Regions from separate parts of the Mus musculus genome. Here all the other regions are linked to region 2. The links are chromatin contacts, called in public Hi-C and HiChIP or PLAC-seq maps. All regions are on one chromosome and are shown on one strand. The core of a region is the stretch at or near the end of the contact, and the rest is flanking DNA. Distances in the headings are between cores, read along the strand shown.

Evidence for each region. Hi-C and Micro-C count contacts between places; a contact is called where the count stands out from the background. HiChIP or PLAC-seq counts read pairs in DNA pulled down with a chosen protein or histone mark.
Region 1: an H3K27ac HiChIP or PLAC-seq map of the NIH/3T3 cell line shows a contact between it and region 2, with 2.2 times the contacts expected there. The contact joins two enhancer-like sites. A contact is called at or near these places in 2 of 115 datasets of contacts at active chromatin or transcription factors (the NIH/3T3 cell line and vascular smooth muscle cells) and 1 of 9 other capture datasets (embryonic stem cells).
Region 3: a contact with region 2 is called in a Hi-C map of adipose-derived mesenchymal stem cells, with 2.0 times the contacts expected there. The contact joins two enhancer-like sites. A contact is called at or near these places in 2 of 484 Hi-C or Micro-C datasets (adipose-derived mesenchymal stem cells and uterus) and 1 of 9 other capture datasets (embryonic stem cells).

What each region holds. Positions count from the first base shown.
Region 1 is chr1:178,757,314-178,760,013 of GRCm38.p6, forward strand. The region is part of intron 4 of Kif26b (kinesin family member 26B); the gene reads left to right. It also overlaps the pseudogene Gm34176. Among named protein-coding and RNA genes, the nearest start is that of Gm46249, 17 kb to the right of the region's middle. Within about 2 kb of position 1,383, at least 13 of the 459 cell types and tissues checked have an H3K27ac peak or open chromatin away from gene starts, as enhancers often do. A contact at or near this core is called in the NIH/3T3 cell line, where this site is marked.
Region 2 is chr1:179,040,709-179,043,408 of GRCm38.p6, forward strand. The region is part of intron 10 of Smyd3 (SET and MYND domain containing 3); the gene reads right to left. Among named protein-coding and RNA genes, the nearest start is that of Gm46249, 270 kb to the left of the region's middle. Within about 2 kb of position 1,418, at least 134 of the 459 cell types and tissues checked have an H3K27ac peak or open chromatin away from gene starts, as enhancers often do. A contact at or near this core is called in the NIH/3T3 cell line and adipose-derived mesenchymal stem cells, where this site is marked.
Region 3 is chr1:178,706,946-178,709,645 of GRCm38.p6, forward strand. The region is part of intron 3 of Kif26b (kinesin family member 26B); the gene reads left to right. Among named protein-coding and RNA genes, the nearest start is that of Gm46249, 68 kb to the right of the region's middle. Within about 2 kb of position 1,351, at least 19 of the 459 cell types and tissues checked have an H3K27ac peak or open chromatin away from gene starts, as enhancers often do. A contact at or near this core is called in adipose-derived mesenchymal stem cells, where this site is marked.

The DNA.
Region 1 (2,700 bases), core at 133-2,632, 280 kb before region 2:
CATGACCCTAACTGGTGCCTCTGAGGTGGGTACGTGGGTAAGAGATGAATGAACTGCAGGCAAACAGCTCTTACCTTGTAGCTAAAGCTAGCAGTCAGAGAGCACTGATTCCCAAGCAAGAGCCTGGTGCTCAGGGTTCCCTTAAAGCCATACAGAGCGTGTCAATGAAAGGATGGGTAAAACCACAGAGAAAATGCTGTCTGCCTTCCCTGATCACTCACCCTGAGAATTTTGTGTTGTTTGCTTTTGATATTTAATCCCCTTCTTATTCATACAGGTTCTTTAAACATTGAAATGTTTGTAACTCTTTAGAGCTACTTACCCCTGGAAAAGTGTGTGTGTGTGTGTGTGTGTGTGTGTGTGTGTGTGTGTGTGTGTCTTGGCAGAAGTGGATGGCACACTCTATCAAATGAATTATTTTTGAAAGGAATTCTTACTGAGCTGGGGCAGGGGTAGGAAAGCCACAGGATGGTCCTTGAGCCTGGCAGCATAGTCTCTTGCTACCCCCAAAGCAGGGTAGCTATGACGTAACCTGCAGGAAGGACACCATGAAGGGCTGGGGCTGATGGTTATATCAGACAGTTATTGTCTCTTTACAGAGTGAAAGTCCTGTGTCTTTCCAAGCTCCTCTGTAGCTAATCAGAGCAGGAAATGAAAAGGAAATCTGAAATGTTAGCTAGCTCTTCGTTACTGTAGCAAATACCCAAGGCAATCAATCAGTTTACAAAGAGGAAGGGCTCATTTTTTTGTTCCTAGTTAGAGATGCCTTGAGTGCCTGATTCGTTGGGCCTCACTGTTTTAGGGCCTATGATGAGATAACATGTCAGAGGCAAGGGATAGGAAGAAGGGACTGAGTCTGAGATCCCCTCCAAAGGCGCAGTGACTTAGATCTCCCACTAGGCCCCATCGATCCAATGGTCCACCACACACTGGAGACCAAGCCTTTGGCAAAGGACCATTGGGGAGCGGGGACACTTAAAATCCAAATCATAGCATCTGCTGAGGCAGCTTCATTCGTCTGCCTCCTGATGTAGATTGATGTAGAGAGAATGAGGAGTGGATTTAGCAGAATCAATGACACCCCCCAGTCCTCACAAGAACAGTGTGGAATGGGCCCACTAGAAAAATATCCAAACATGCAAAATGAGACCTATGTTTTGGGGCCGCTTGTCTATCCCTTCATCCAATCTCTGGACTTCATCTTAAGAGCTGATTTATACTGATGGGATATTTCTTTTTCTGGATTGAAAACAAACTCTTGAGCCTGTGGGCTCCTTTAAGCCTGGAACAACCGAGTGAATGGATGGCTGCATACAGCCCGTCTGGGTCAGCTGCATGGCCAGCCACTGTGGTATTTCTTTTCCTATTCTAACATAACAAAGGGCTGACTAAGCTAGGAGGGGAACAGAGCCAGGGAAGGAGACTACAGCCCTACAGTATTTTATGGGAATAGTATAAATTGTGGTCATCTAAAGGAAGATTTATGCCTAGAATTTACAAGGTAAACAGAATCACCCACAGGAAGGAAAAGGACAGATTTTCAAACCCCAGACCTTCTCTTCCGTTTTCTTAGCTGAAGGAGAGGTGAGCTGGTGGGCAGACATTGTGAGGATCTTGCTGTAAACTTTACATTGCCCTCCCCACCCCCAAAACACGTTGAAAGCTCCCCATCCCTCTTTAAGATAACTGACAGTTACTCTGAGAGAAAGGAACTCACAAGCTTTAGTATAAGGGGGCTAAAATCACCCAGGGTTTTGGGTTCAAGCATGTGCCATCCTGCCCAAGGTGATGACAGTGGCCGTTTCTTCTCAGGAGCTGTAGGAAGGAAGCTAGGAAGCCTCTAGCTCTGAACAGTATTCAGCAAGACCATTAACATTTCTGAGCATCCCATGATTAAAATAAGACCATGTTAGATACTTGCACAGCTGTGTGGTGACATAAAAGGGGATCAGGGAAGAAGGAAGGAGGAGGGAGGGGAGGAGGAGGAGAAGGAGGAGGAAGAGAAGGGAGAGGAGAAGGAGGAAGAAGAGGAGGATGGAGGGGAGGAGGAAGAGGAGGCTGTTGGCTTATCCTGGGTCTACACTTTCATTTGAGCCTGTAGCAGGATGGTGCTTTGTGGAGTCTTTTGCTAGCTTCTGATGTCTGCTAGACTCCCCTTGTTCAAATTCTGGATTTAACTGTTCTTGAAGTTTGAGGTGAAATCCGGACTTTGAGAAAAGGATAGTCTTTTTAAAAATTTTTTTATTAGGTATTTTCCTCATTTTCATTTCCAATGCTATCCCAAAAGTCCCCCATACCCTCCCCCCCTACTCCCCTACCCACCCCCTCCCACTTCTTGACCCTGACGTTCCCCTGTACTGAGGCATATAAAGTTTGCACGACCAATGGGCCTCTCTTTCCACTGATTGCCAGCTAGGCCATCTTCTGATACATATGCAGCTAGAGACACAAGCTCCAGGGGATACTGGTTAGTTTATATTGTTGTTCCACCTATAGGGTTGCAGATCCCTTTAGCTCCTTGGATACTTTCTCTAGCTCCCCCATTGGGGGCCTTGTGACCCATCCAATAGCTGACTGTGAGCATCCGCTTCTGTGTTTGCTAGGCCCCAGCATAGTCTCTCAAGAGACAGCTATATCAAGGTCCTTTCAGCAAAATCTTGCTAGTGTATGCAATGGTGTCTGCGTTTGGCGGCTGGCTGA
Region 2 (2,700 bases), core at 168-2,667:
GTTTGACACAGTGAACAGATTGGAAATCAAACTACGGCACGATTCTGGGATAGCACCATGTATATCTGTTGAGAGAATGAGGTATGTTTTGCCTCGGACATTTTGCCTCAGACATTTTGCCTTGTGGAAGACTTAATAAAAAAAAAAAAAAAAAAGGTCTGTAGTAAATTGCACCATAAAGTTAAGTGAGATCTATTGGGTAAAAATAAGTGAGTTGCAAAGCAGGGGGTTGAAAACAGTGGGCTCGACAAAGATGGGATCTGGACACACTGTCCTCCAAGGTCAGCAGTTGAAGCTTACCCAAGGTTACGGTGACAAAGTGCTCAGTCGAGGCTTGACCTCAATCCGGGCACGACAAATAGCACATTGACATTGTCAAATTATTCCTGCAGATGGTAATCCAGTCACAGATCAGTAACCCAGGCCTCCCTAACTGTCCGTGTCCTTGGCTAAACGGCAGCAAAGGCTGGCCTAGAGCAGCCACAGGCCACTGTGTAGGTGACTGACAGCACATGAAAGCCATCGCCACCTGCCATTCCCTTCCTGTTCCGAGGTTGACAGGGGCTCATGGGGCATCTCACCCATTGGTCTGTGCTCCCCATATCGCTGTCCTGAGCTAAAAGGGAAAGGGCAAAGTGTGTTCCTTGAGTCTCTTAACTGTGTGGGTTCTAGACTGCTCATCAAGTTGGCTCTACAGTCCCTCTGATGGCAAATGGCACGAGTCCTACTCAGTGGAAGTGGGCCAGGGCAGCGTGCTGCAGAGCAAGCCCTAGGGAGAAGAGAATGAAACAGGCTTGAAAACCTGTCTCTGTGTACGAGGACAAAACACACATTTACCGGGAGAACGTGATTGGCCAATGCCACGAAAACGTAATTGAAAGTTTCTCACACACGAGGGAATATGCTGTGGAGGACGTGGCCTCATCTATGCAGAAAGTTTCTGTTTGACGTGAGTGCTCGCTGGTTGAACTGCCAGCTAAGTGGGGCTGGGTCAGTGCTGTGCAGAAGTCTCTGCACATGTACAAAAGAGGATTAAAATGCAATCAGAACTTTGAGAGCTTACTGGTGGGGCAATCTAAAGGGCCATTTCCAGTTGGCCTTGGCAGGGTAGACTGGATGGCAAAGTGAAGGAAAAGATAAGGCAAGAATCTGCTTCAAAAGCCAGCCAGACAAGGATGGGGGACTGTGCTGCCACAGAGCCCTTGGAGAAAGGCAGAATTTCTCAGTCTGCAGCTCCTGGCCTGGGTCCATCCATTCACTGTGCTGCATGTGTTCTGGGCTCCCGAGGCCAGGCCCCAGCCTTCAGAGACTGCGCCAACCATCACAGACTGCTTGCCACGTCAACGCTCAGTGCGGCTCTGAGAGAGCGGCCTTATCTCTCTGTATTTGATTCATTCTTCCAGAAAACCCACAAGATTCCTCACCCCTAACAGACATTCCACTGCTCATGGGAAAGTCTCTGGTCTCAGCCCTCCAGGCAGCATCTTACACGTTAGATTAGAGCTGACTCACAGACAGCTCCAAAGCTGTTCACCACAAGGGAACAAAAGCAGCCAGCTGCCAAAGTCTGGAAACACCCATGGGTCTGGAGCCGCTTGGCTGGCTTGTGGGTCTCTGACACCTACCTGTTTACAGGGGCCTTGGCTATCTTCAGGTTCTTCTCAGCCCAGATCTGACTGCTGGCCTAGGGTCACACAGGATGGATATCTCTCTTGATAGTGACAGCCTGGATCCTAAACCTACTTCTATTCTTGACATGCAGATTGAGGTAATTTCCCCTCCCTGCTGTCTGTCACCCGAGGCTCCCCTCCAGGGAGGACAGGCAGTGCCCCACCTGCTTCACTTAGAACCACTCCCTGTACCTGTTGTCCCATGTCCCAGAGGTCTAGGTCTGGATTCTCCCCGTGCCTCACCCTCTTTGGCTAGGCCATGTATGTATCATCTGTAGAATGGGGAAGACTACACCCAGGAAAGGTGTCCTGCTCTGCAGACACGGCCCCCTTTATATCCCATGTAGCCACTGTCTTCATTGTGGTGACCTGCCCTGTGCTGGGCACTGAGTAACTCGGCTCTCAGATTATTCATCTGCCCTGCATCCTCACCGCTGGCTTGTTCTCAACCTCGATTTCTCTTCTTTGTCCAGGGAAAACTGTTGCTGTACTGCCCAGACCTTTAGCACTTGACTTCAGCCTCCCTTTCCTCTCGGAGCTCTTCCACATTACAAGACCACCTAGCACATACACACCTGGAGGAGCTGAGCATAGGCAGGAAAAAATAAGTCTCCATCAGCTATGGTGGCATATTCTTGTAGCCCAGGCTAGGAAAGAGGGCAGAGGGAGGAGAATCACAAGTTGGAGGCTAGCCTGGGCCATAAAGCTAGGTCCTGCCTTCAAACACATGCACATGTATACACATACACCATGCTATGTACATATGCACACATGTGTGCATGCACAACACATAATGTAATGAATCACTCGTAGTTCACCAATAGTTTCTTCTCTGATCCAATGACTCACTGGAGAAGAATAGCCTCCGATTCTCTTACCTGGTCACAAGATGGCTACAAGGGCCAACAGTGTGCACACAATCACTGACAAATGTGAATTCTGACAGAGGAGACCCACCACCACTGTTAGCCTAAGAGCATCAGATCTATCACCCTCACCTGCATAGTCGATCCAAAGAGAGGACTGAGCC
Region 3 (2,700 bases), core at 101-2,600, 330 kb before region 2:
GAATTTATGAAATTCCTAGCCAAATGGATCGACCTGGAGGGCATCATCCTGAGTGAGGTAACACATTCACAAAGGAACTCACACAATATGTACTCACTGATAAGTGGATATTAGCCCAAAACCTAAGATACCCAAGATATAAGATACAATTTCCTAAACACATGAAACTCAAGAAAAATGAAGACTGAAGTGTGAACACTATGCCCCTCCTTAGAAGAGGGAACAAAACACCCTTGGAAGGAGTTACAGAGACAAAGTTTGGAGCTGAGATAAAAGGATGGACCATGTAGACACTAGCATATCCGGGGATCCATCCCATAATCAGCTTCCAAATGCTGACACCATTGCATACACTAGCAAGATTATGCTGAAAGGACCCTGATATAGCTGTCTCTTGTCAGAGTATGCCTGGGCCTAGCAAACATAGAAGTGGATGCTCACAGTCGGCTATTGGATGGATCACATGGCCCCCAATGAAGGAGCTAGAGAAAGTACCAAAGAAGCTAAAGGGATCTGCAACCCTATAGGTGGAACAACATTATGAACTAACCAGTACCCCGGAGCTCTTGACTCTAGCTGCATATGCATCAAAAGATGGCCTAGTCGGCCATCACTGGAAAGAGAGGCCCATTGGACACGCAAACTTTATATGCCCCAGTACAGGGGAACGCCAGGGCCATAAAAGGGGAGTGGGTGGGTAGGGGAGAGGGGGTGGGTGGCTATGGGGGACTTTTGGTATAGCATTGCAAATGTAAATGAGCGAAATACCTAATAAAAAATGGAAAAAAAAAAAAAAAGAGTCCTTTGGAAAGGCACTGAACTCCGGTGTCTTAGCCGGCACATGTTGGGAGTATGAAATTTAAGAGAAGATTCCAAACTAGCAGCACAGCTGGCCCTGTGCTTTATCGTGCTCCCCGGGGGTCCTTCAGGAAGCAGGCAGGTGGCCCTGCCCCTTTACCTTCTGGCAACACAAAGAATAAAAGTAAACAGTTCCCAGGTGCTGAGGGGCCAGATGTAAGCCCTGATAACGGCTATCATGACTTGAGCCTCCTCCTCCGTTTGCAGAGTCTCCCCACACAGAGAAGACTGTGAAGGAGGTAAGGCTATAAATTAAGGGAAAGAAAAAGCTGCCCTCGTAGACTTCGTGTAGACTCCCGTTGTGGAATTCTCTGTTGCAAGAGGTCACTGAGTCATATGCTGTGGATGGATAATTTTATGGCCACTAATAAAATTTATAGCCAAAGCAAGCTAAGATAATAAGGGTAATCAAAATGTCCAGCCCTGGGATGGGAGATTCCCATCTTGGCCTGCCGGGGTGGCTGGGCACTGGCCAGCACAAGGAGGAACTTATCTGTGGGACTCAAGGCCACCGGAATCCTAGAGGTGATTTGTGTGCATTGGAGCCTCGGAGACAGGGCCAGGCATGAGGCACGCTTCAAATGAGGTATTGAGTGATTGTGTTCTGTGGACAGCATTCTATAAACATTAAGAAATGAATTGCTATATTTAAATGCCCTGAAGTGAACCCTAAGCCTAAGAAATGACCTGACCCAGCTGAGTTTAGGACCCTACATTCTGAGAAGAATGTTATCTGAGCACCCAGGAGTACTGGTGAGGGATAAGGGATGGAGAGGAGGGTGATATTTGTCTTATGTATGTGGAAGGAGTCTGACAATTTTAATGAGACAGCTAAGTTGAGAGGCCTTTTCCACCCTGAGCCCTCAGCCTGATTCCCTTCCCACCTATTTCCCCCCACTAAGGGCTCAGACTGGACATAACTCCTGCAGGCTTTAGGCATGAGCTAGAAGGGGGTGGGGGGAGAGAATCGTGTTACTTTTTCAATCTCACCATCCTATAAAACATGACATGGTTGTGCAGAGACACATCAGATTCACTGGAGGGCAGAACCCCTGTGTTCTTGGCTACCTTCTTTGACTCTGGTCCACACATGGTAGCCCATATGACCATCTTCATTGAATGAGAGAGAGCAAGGCGTGGTCCCTGGGGGAGGTCAAAAGGAATGGACTGTTTGGCTTTATGGGATGTTTTTTATTGTGATAAAATAGCCATTTGCCAAAAATTTTTAAAAAAAGTAGCATCTGAACTACTTTCTAGTCCATATCAAGTGTGCACCGTGTGGCCATCACTGTGCAGCCTTCCCTGACACCTGTCTGTAGTGTTCCTCATCCAAGATGGAAATTATGAAGCCAGAAGACACTAACTCCATTCCTCTCGCCTTAGTTCCTGGCATCCCCACTCTCCCTCCTGCCACTATAACTGACTAGATAACTAGGGTGCAGAAAAGAGCACAAAGCGTTTCTCACAGACTGTGGAAGGCTTAGATGACCATGCATGCTACCACAGTACCTAACTCCTGGAGGTAGATGCCTTTCTGACCCCCATGGTCAGCTGTCTGCTGTCCAGAGCCTACCCGGGAGTCTATCCATATCTGTTCAGTGTTGCTCATCTTTGGGTTAAGGCTGCTGTTTGATCTGCTCAATGGCAAGTTCATTCCCCTACTCTAGACTCCATTATAGCTTGTTTAATCCCAGCTACTTCTAGTGGTTGAAACCCTGAGCAGTAACCACACAGGAATGTCCAGGCCATACCAGTGTGCAAATGAGCTGTAACCCATCTGCATCGAGACGGATGTGAGCTGATTTGTGCTAACTCTGATCAAGAGTATGTATTGAGCAACTC